Linked DNA regions of Triticum aestivum: region 2 is linked to region 1. A link is a contact called in public Hi-C data. All regions are on one chromosome and are shown on one strand. The core of a region is the stretch at or near the end of the contact, and the rest is flanking DNA. Distances in the headings are between cores, read along the strand shown.

The links. A called contact is a pair of places that touch in the nucleus more often than the background predicts.
Region 2: a Hi-C map of leaf shows a contact between it and region 1, with 7 times the contacts expected there. The contact joins the promoter of LOC123145541 here to the enhancer-like site in region 1. A contact is called at or near these places in 2 of 5 Hi-C or Micro-C datasets (leaf and an unstated tissue) and 1 of 1 datasets of contacts at active chromatin or transcription factors (leaf).

What each region holds. Positions count from the first base shown.
Region 1 is chr6D:422,954,075-422,958,116 of IWGSC CS RefSeq v2.1, reverse strand. No RefSeq gene overlaps it. Among protein-coding and RNA genes, the nearest start is that of LOC123145539, 21 kb to the left of the region's middle. Within about 2 kb of position 1,671, at least 1 of the 8 cell types and tissues checked has an H3K27ac peak or open chromatin away from gene starts, as enhancers often do. A contact at or near this core is called in leaf, where this site is marked.
Region 2 is chr6D:423,065,397-423,069,355 of IWGSC CS RefSeq v2.1, reverse strand. It overlaps LOC123145541 (probable galacturonosyltransferase-like 9), which reads right to left and starts at 1,380. Exons shown (of 1, transcript XM_044564971.1): 1 at 1-1,380. The coding sequence starts at 1,115.

The sequences.
Region 1 (4,042 bases), core at 422-2,921:
CAGTCCGGGTTAGTTACATTCAAATCATGCAAGTTAGAGTCCAAAACAAGGGCAAAAGTGTTTGGAAAAGTAGATACGACGGAGACGTATCAACGTCCCCGGCTCCATTCGCCGCGGCATCCAAGAGCTGCCACGACGGTGAGAGAACGACGAGCGCGAGGGGTACTCGAGGCGCGACGTGTTGCCGGTCTCGATGTGGTCGAGGACGGCCTCGAGGGTGCGGCTAGGCACGCCCCACCACTCGCGCCGCCGTTGAGGTGGCCGCGGGGGATGATGCCGTTGGCGGAGGCGATCTGTTCTTCACTGCGCCGCCCGTGAGGCATCAATGGAGGCTGACTGGCGCGGCAGCCCGACAGCCTTGGCATTGATTCCCGCGAGAACCGAGGCGATGAGGACGACGAAGCATCGTGTCGCTGACTCGGCGGGCCCATCCCCGTTCACGCCAAATTCACTTTCCCTGGCGCCCCCAGGCACTTCCCAGCGCGCCGGGTTCGGCCTGGGTCCGCTAGCGCCGGTTTCGGCCCAAACCGGTGAAAAACCGGATCCTGGGGGGTGACTGGGCCGATTTTTGGGCGCCGGCGGCAAAAAAACGCCTGGGGGGGCTGTTGGGGGCGCGGCTGGAGATGCTCTAAGGGTGCAATGCACCGGCGAGAGTGGAGCGGAGGAGGAGGGTGCCGTGGAGGAAGAGGAAGGTGCCGCGGAGGAAGTGGAGGGTGGCGCTGGCTCGTCGGAGGAGGCGTCCTCCATTTGCACGTCCTCTGGCTGCCTGCCGATCTGCCAGTCGGTAGCAATGGCGGCCAGGGCCTGCTTCTGCTCCGGTGTCAGCCCGTCTCAGAGAGCTTTGGCCGCGAAAGGATCCATGGCGGGGAGTGGTGTGGAGAGGGATGAGTGTAATGGCCGGGGCACCAGAGCAGCGGTTTATATAGCATCGGTGGGCGGCAGACAGACGAACGGGTGGCGTCGGAGGAGACGCCTCAGCAATCGCGTGTCATCAATGCGGGCGGCAGACGGACGGACGGGCGGCCGTCGTGTCGTTTGAACGCGCGACCGTCGCCTGTACCGGGAAGCGGCGCGAGCGGCGCTCTCTCGGCCGACGCGCCGCTTCAATGCCGGCGCCAGTGAGCGATCGCGTTCGCTCTGGGCGGGTATGAGTGCGGGTGCCGACCAAAAACACGCGGGAGGTGTGAGGGGCTTCTGGTGGCGAGGTGGTAAAAAACGGGCTTGTGATCGGTCGAGACTCCCAGAAACCTTTTCTACTTTTGTCTTCGATTCGCAGAAAGAATCGTGTCCGGATCGCTTCGCAGACCGATAAAGGGCCGCGATGGATAGCTTCCGCGGTTCTAACGACGGTTACGGGAAGTTTATGCGTCGGTTCTAACGACGGTTACGGGAAGTTTATGCGTCGGCGTCGGAGATGCCCTGCAAACAAATATCCCATGCTGTTATTTCCCGCGTAAAAAGAGGGCTGTCCCTGTCAATGCAATTTTGCAAAGAAAGAAGAATCATGTTGTATGCAATTTTGCCACAGCCATGCCAATGTGCGAGTAGCGTGTAACAACACGAGGGTTTTAAGAGCCTACGAAATTCCTTGTGTTGTGGCGTCAGCACCTAGATCAGTCGACATGCAGCACATCAACGTGCAGTTGCCACGAGTGACCATGCATGGCAACGTGTGGCCCCGGTGCTGATGCCACGCATGTTCGGTTAGCACCGCAGACGGAGCACGGGAGCAGGGGCTGGGAAGCTCGGAACTGGACAATTCTTCCGGTCGGTGCCTCGGCTCGGCGGTACCTGTCATCCGGCCGACGGGGGCGACGGGGACATGAGGGACAATGAAGATTTTGTTTCGAGCAAAGATTTTATTCCGAGCATAGTGGACATGAGGCGATGAAAAAGGAACACGCGACGGCGCGAGTGGAGGCCCAAGATGATCAATGTGGCAGGAGCATTTGTGAACAGTTTTTTGAAGTCATGAATATTTTTGAATATAACAAACATTTATTTATTTTGTGAACAGTTTATAGAAATGTAAGAACATTTTTTCGAATTCATGAGCATTTTCTGAATCAACGAACATTTTTGAACCGATGAAGTTCCTTGAACTTTTGGGAATATTTTCAAATTCACGAACATTTTTTCGTTTTTTGTGAACATTTTTACAAATTTCAAGTGCATTTTTTGAATTCGGAACATTTTGTTCTAGTTCATGAACATTGTTTGAATATGCGAATATTTTTTAAAATTGGGAACATAATATCTGAACATTTTTCAAAATCACGAGCATATTTCTAATGTGCGAACATTTTACGATTTCTTGAAACAAAATCAAGATCATGAATATTTTATTTTCTAAATTCACGATCATTTTATGATTTTTTGAACATTCTTTTTCAAAATTCACAACTATTTAGAAATCTGGAGCTTTTTTGAAATCCTGGATTATTTTAAAAAGGGAAAAAAGAAAAAGAAAAAACAAAAAAAGGGGGCGTCCCGCCCCGTGCATGGGCCGGCCCAACAGGGCGCGTGCGAGGAGGGGGGGCGGGGGGATGCGCTTTTCCCGAAATCACTAATTAAGGAGTACTCGTTTCAAAGAACACTTCACTTTCCCAGGTCGCGACAAGTAGCGCACATGCAGCGCGCCACTTGTCGCAACCTGGGAGTTTTCCCTTTTTTCGTAGATCCGTTTATTCAAAACGTTTTATCTCCTAAACCATGCGTCCAAATCTTGAACCGTTTTCACCATTGGATTCCTCGCGTCGAGATCTTTAAAACTAGATCCCATGTTGATAGGTTTTAACGAACTTTTTTTTTACGAAAAAACCGGGAAAACGAACCGGGAGCACGGTTTTTTCCCTTTCCGAAAGAGGCACGCCCGTGCCTCTCACGAAATCACAACCGTGCCTCTCACGAAATCACAACCGTGCCTCTCGTGGAAGCAAAACCATCACTCTCGTGAAAAAAAACAGAAAACGCATTTTTTTCCGTTTCCGAGAGGCACGGCCGTGACTCTCGCGAAAGCACAACCGTGCCTCTCACGAAAGCAAAACCGTGACTCTCGCGAAAGAAAGAAAAAAAACAGAAAACACGTATTTTTTTCCCTTTCCGAGAGGCACGGCCGTGACTCTCGCGAAAGCACAACCGTGCCTCTCGCGGAAGCAAAACCGCGACTCTCGCGAAAGAAAAGAAAAACAGAAAATGCGTTTTGTTTTTCCTTTTCCGAGAGGCACGGCCGTGACTTTCGCGAAAGCACAACCGTGCCTCTCGCGGAAGCAAACCGTGACTCTCGCGAAAGAAAAAAAAAGAAAAAACGCGTTTTTTTCCGTTTTCGAAAGGCACGGCCGTGACTCTCGCTAAAGCACAACCGTGCCTCTCGCGGAAGAAAACCGTGACTTCCGCGAAAGAAAAAAAACTCGTTTTTTTGCGTAATTTTTTTTATCGAAAAGCTAAGAAAGACCGGAGGAAAACCAAAACGTCGAAAAAATCCCGAAAAAACCGTTTAAAAAGCCGAAAACGCGTGCTGAAAAATAAAAAAGACAAAATCCAGAGGGAGAGTCCAGAGCGTGAGACGTGGCGAATAGCTGAGAGCGCTCCAAGTGACGCTGATCGTTGCGAGGCTTCCGAAAAAGCGCTCGTTAACTAGTTGCTCTCCGCTTTTCCGCTTCATCAGGCACACATGTCGCCATATAGGAGCTCCCATTTACGCCCACGACGCATTGCCCACCCAGCCTCACCGCACGACCTCCACGAGAATATGACACTATGGCAGCCGGGCTACGATATATCGCAGGCAACGATTACAGTTTCCAACCATTGGGATCAGTTGCTGACGTGAAGCCCCGGAGTTGTGTTGCCGGCTAATCCTATTCGGCGCGCGGGTGGCTAACCTTCCCATAACGTTTTTTACTTGCGTTTTTTCTACCTTTTCATTTTCGTTATTTCATATATTTTTTCATTTTGGTTATTTTCTTTATTTTATTTTTTCTTTTCCATTTTCAGGTTAGTTTTTCTTTTAATTTTATTTCCCATTTATTTTTTATTTTTT
Region 2 (3,959 bases), core at 131-2,630, 110 kb before region 1:
ACCGACGCCGGCAACGCCGATGATGACAATGAGGCCCAGGACGGCGCCGAAGCTTGCGACACATCACCGTCGCCAATGTAGAGGTCGTATGATTTCCATGTATGGTCGAGCGGGCAAGGCCTGCCGGAGTCGAGGCGATCCCATGGCTTGCCCTTGCCTGACCAGTGCATCAGGCTAACAGGGCCCTTGTGGAGCGGGCGGCAGCTACCAAGAATGTTGTCGCCGCCCAAGCCGTGCTGGTTCCACCGATGGTCGACAGCCTCCACCTCGCCGGCGAAGAGGAGCAAGAAAGGGGGCAAGGAGCCCAGCTCGTAGATTCGCTTCTCCTTCTGCAACTCCATCCACTGCTCGACACGGTGGCGGTAGTTCCCCGAGCGCCAGCGCCGGAGGTCGATGACCATGACGCCGGTGTTGAAGTAGCAGGGCGCGCGGCGGCGGCCGGCGAAGACGCGCGCGCCGAGGTCCGGGTCGGACCAGAATGCGTCGGTGAAGTAGCGGGAGAAGTTGGCGTGGCAGTACTCGGGCGCGGCGACGACGGCGGCGGCGGGCAGGCGCGTCTCCCAGAGCCTCCGCACGTCGTCGACGGCGAGCACGTCCGAGTCGAGGTAAATGGCCCGCGGCACGCACTTGGGGAGCAGGTCGGCGAGGTAGTTCCGGGCGTAGTTGAGCGGCGCCTCGAGCGCGGCGCGCACCGAGGCGGAGATGAGCCCCGTGACGGCGTCGGCGCGGAACGGGTAGATCTCGAACCGCAGCGACGGGAAGGAGGCCGCGAGCGCGCTCCGGAGCTCGGCCACCCCGGGCGCGGCGCCGTCGGCGGCGAGGAAGTGGAAGAAGAGCGACTCCGGGCAGGAGGCGTGCTTGAGCAGCGAGTAGATGGCGGCCATGGAGCCCCGGAGGTAGTGCGCGTCGAGCGTCATCGCGATGTGGACGAGCCCCGGGTCGCACACCCCCGCGCCGGCCACCGCCGCCGGGCACCCCTCCCCGTTCCGGTACTCGGGGGCCTCCGCGAACCGCGGCAGCGCCCCCTCCGCCCCCACCGCCCCCGCCCCCGATGCGGCCAACAACAACAAGAACGCCGCCAGCCCGGCCCGCATCGCCGGCGCGGCCGCGGCCATCGCCCCCGCCGCCGCCGGCTAGGGCTCCCCCTCTTTCTCTCCCTCCCTCCCCCCGCCCTCTCTCTCTCGCCCGGTGGGAACGAGGGGGGCCTGGGTCGGGCTCGCTCTTCCTCTCTCTCTCTTCTCTCTCTGGTTGGGTTGGGGAGGGGAGGGGAACGAAGTGGTCGGCGTCTGTTCCAACCAATCCCTCCTTGGCTCCTCCCGTCGCTCCTTGGTATGGAATGGATCCCCCCAACTCCGATGGTTTGTTTTCCTGGGGGCGATTTATATGTGGCGCTACCAATAAAGCCCCCGTGTTATATACCCGCGTGGGGCCCCGAGGGCGCTCGGCCTCGGCGATCGTCATCGCTTGATTAATCCGTGTTTAGTAGGGTTATATATTTTTTTTGCGGGTTATAAGTAAACCGGAATCGGAATTGCATCGGTCAATTCTCGAAAAAAGGGAAGGAAATCGGAATCGGATCGTGCCGCATACGAGTACAGTACGTATACTATACATGTGCCCGCGCCAAGTGGACGCACGTTTTGGATCTGTGCCGATGAGAAAAGGTTTTAGTTACTGCTTGTGCAAGGGATTGGCAACGAAAGCTGCAGGACGGAATGGAATAATCAATCAACCAAAGTTACCCGTGATCCGCTGGAGGCAGCTAAGATGAGATACGACCAATTATGCTATAATAATCGAATACCCAGATGGAATATAAGTAATGCATGTTGGGGCATTGTACATTGGTCGATGTGACGACGCTTGTCACGTTACTCTACTCTATTTGGAGAGGACAATTTCTCAAAATATCCTACCTCTTCTTAGCATCATCTCTTGCAACCAAGGCTGCCATTATTTGTGATGATTAAAAATAAATAAATTAATGAAGGACGCCGCACAAAAAAGAACGACATCTCAAGCACTTTTTTTAAGGGAATGCCATCATGATTTACTTTATTGATTTGGTAAAATAGTTACATTGTTTGCCAAGGGATCAGCCAGGAACCTGGTGGTTCATCGACCCCAATTACAAAACTCGTTATGATCAAAAGAAAATTTGGCAACCTTATGAGCTACACTTGCAACCCTATTATTCCGTTCCTTTATTTATACAAGGTGTATCTGGTTTTTTTTTTGGATAGAATTCCACAATATAAGGTGCATTTGGTCTAATTCCCCGTAATTCCGTTCTTGGCCCTGTAGAAAATGGAAAGTATATCTCCTCTGATTACATGTATCTCTCCTTGTAGAGAAAGAAAAGGAAATTATATCTCTTCCGATTGTGTGTATCTCTTCTTTACCAAGCCTAAATGATTACTTACCGATAATCAAGGAATTAGACAAGGGTAATTTCAACCTAAATAGTCTATAATTACGTGCCTCGATCACCGTGCCAAAAATAATACACCTTATATAAAAGAATTGATGGAGTACAATGTAAGAAATGAACAGATCCTGTCACACCCGACAAAAAGCAAACCATTCGGCATAAATCGTCGATGCTCTGTTCCAAATTTTGTCTTGCCCTGAGCAAGTATTAATCACCTCCATTGAATCAGATTCTATTTGCATGGAATGGAACCCCATATCATTAGCTAACATCAACACATTTCTCATAACTAGAGACGTAGCCATATGTGCATCAACTACATGGGGGATTGGAGAGCAGGAGGCCACCAAGAAGACACCATATTCCTCTCGAATGACCACACCCGTGGGTCCTCTCAACTCATCAGCCAAAAACGATGCATCCACATGTTGTTTAACTGTACCCGGAATTGGCTTCTACTACTTCCTGCCCCTACAAATAACTGGCCCATTCTTCAGCGTAAGGGGTCTCTCAAATTTTAGGCAAATGGCCCAGATAGTCATTGCATTTCGTGGGACTGAGCAAGTTTTGTTGTGATGCGTTTGTTGCCTCCTCATCCAGCACAAATACCAGCATGTTGTACAGATTCCTTCCTTTAAACCGACTGATATCATGTTTGGCATACTGGACTCAGGACGACAGAACAGATGCTCAAGTACATTGACCCAGACCTGTCTTCGGTGGTGGCTTCAGAGATTATTTACGACAGTCCCAACAACCTCCATAGTTCCTTGGCGCGAGCACAACCGAACAACAAAGTGCATAACATCTTCTGGTTCGTGTGAGCAAATTGGGCAATGATCAGCTGATCCGACATGCCTGTTGGTTAGAATACTTTTAAGAGGTAATATGCCATGTAAAGCCCTCCAACTGAATATCTTAATTTTTCGAGGAATTTGTACCTTCCATAGAATTGACCAGACTGGATTAGGAGCTGCAGGTCCCACCAAATGATCAATAGTGTTTCTAAACTGGTGATTCCACTCACAATGGTATGTTGATCATATAGAGAAGAACCCGAAAGATGAACCACACCAAACAACAAAGCCCTCAAAAGAGTTGTAATTTAGGGGAATCTATAGGATGCGATTGACGTCTACTGGGTTAAAAATATCTCGTATCAGTTCCTCATCCCACTTCTCTGTCCAGGATCAATCAACTCGTTAACCTTTGTGATAAGTACCCCATTCCTTGGAGTGATAATTCTCCTAGAAGGGCTTGAAGGTATCTAATGATCCTCCCAAATATTAACCTTTTCACCGTTCCCAATTCTGCAAATGCGACTACGTTTGATGGTCTAAATGCTTGCAATGATACTTTTCCATGTAAAGGAAGACCCCATTTTGGGTCCAGCCGAAAGGAGATCACCTGAGGGGTAGTATTTAGCTCTGAGGATCCTAGCACATGATGATTCTGACTCATCCAGGAGCATCCAAACTTGTTTAGCTAACATGGCCAAATTGAAGGGAAGAAGATCACGAAAACCCAT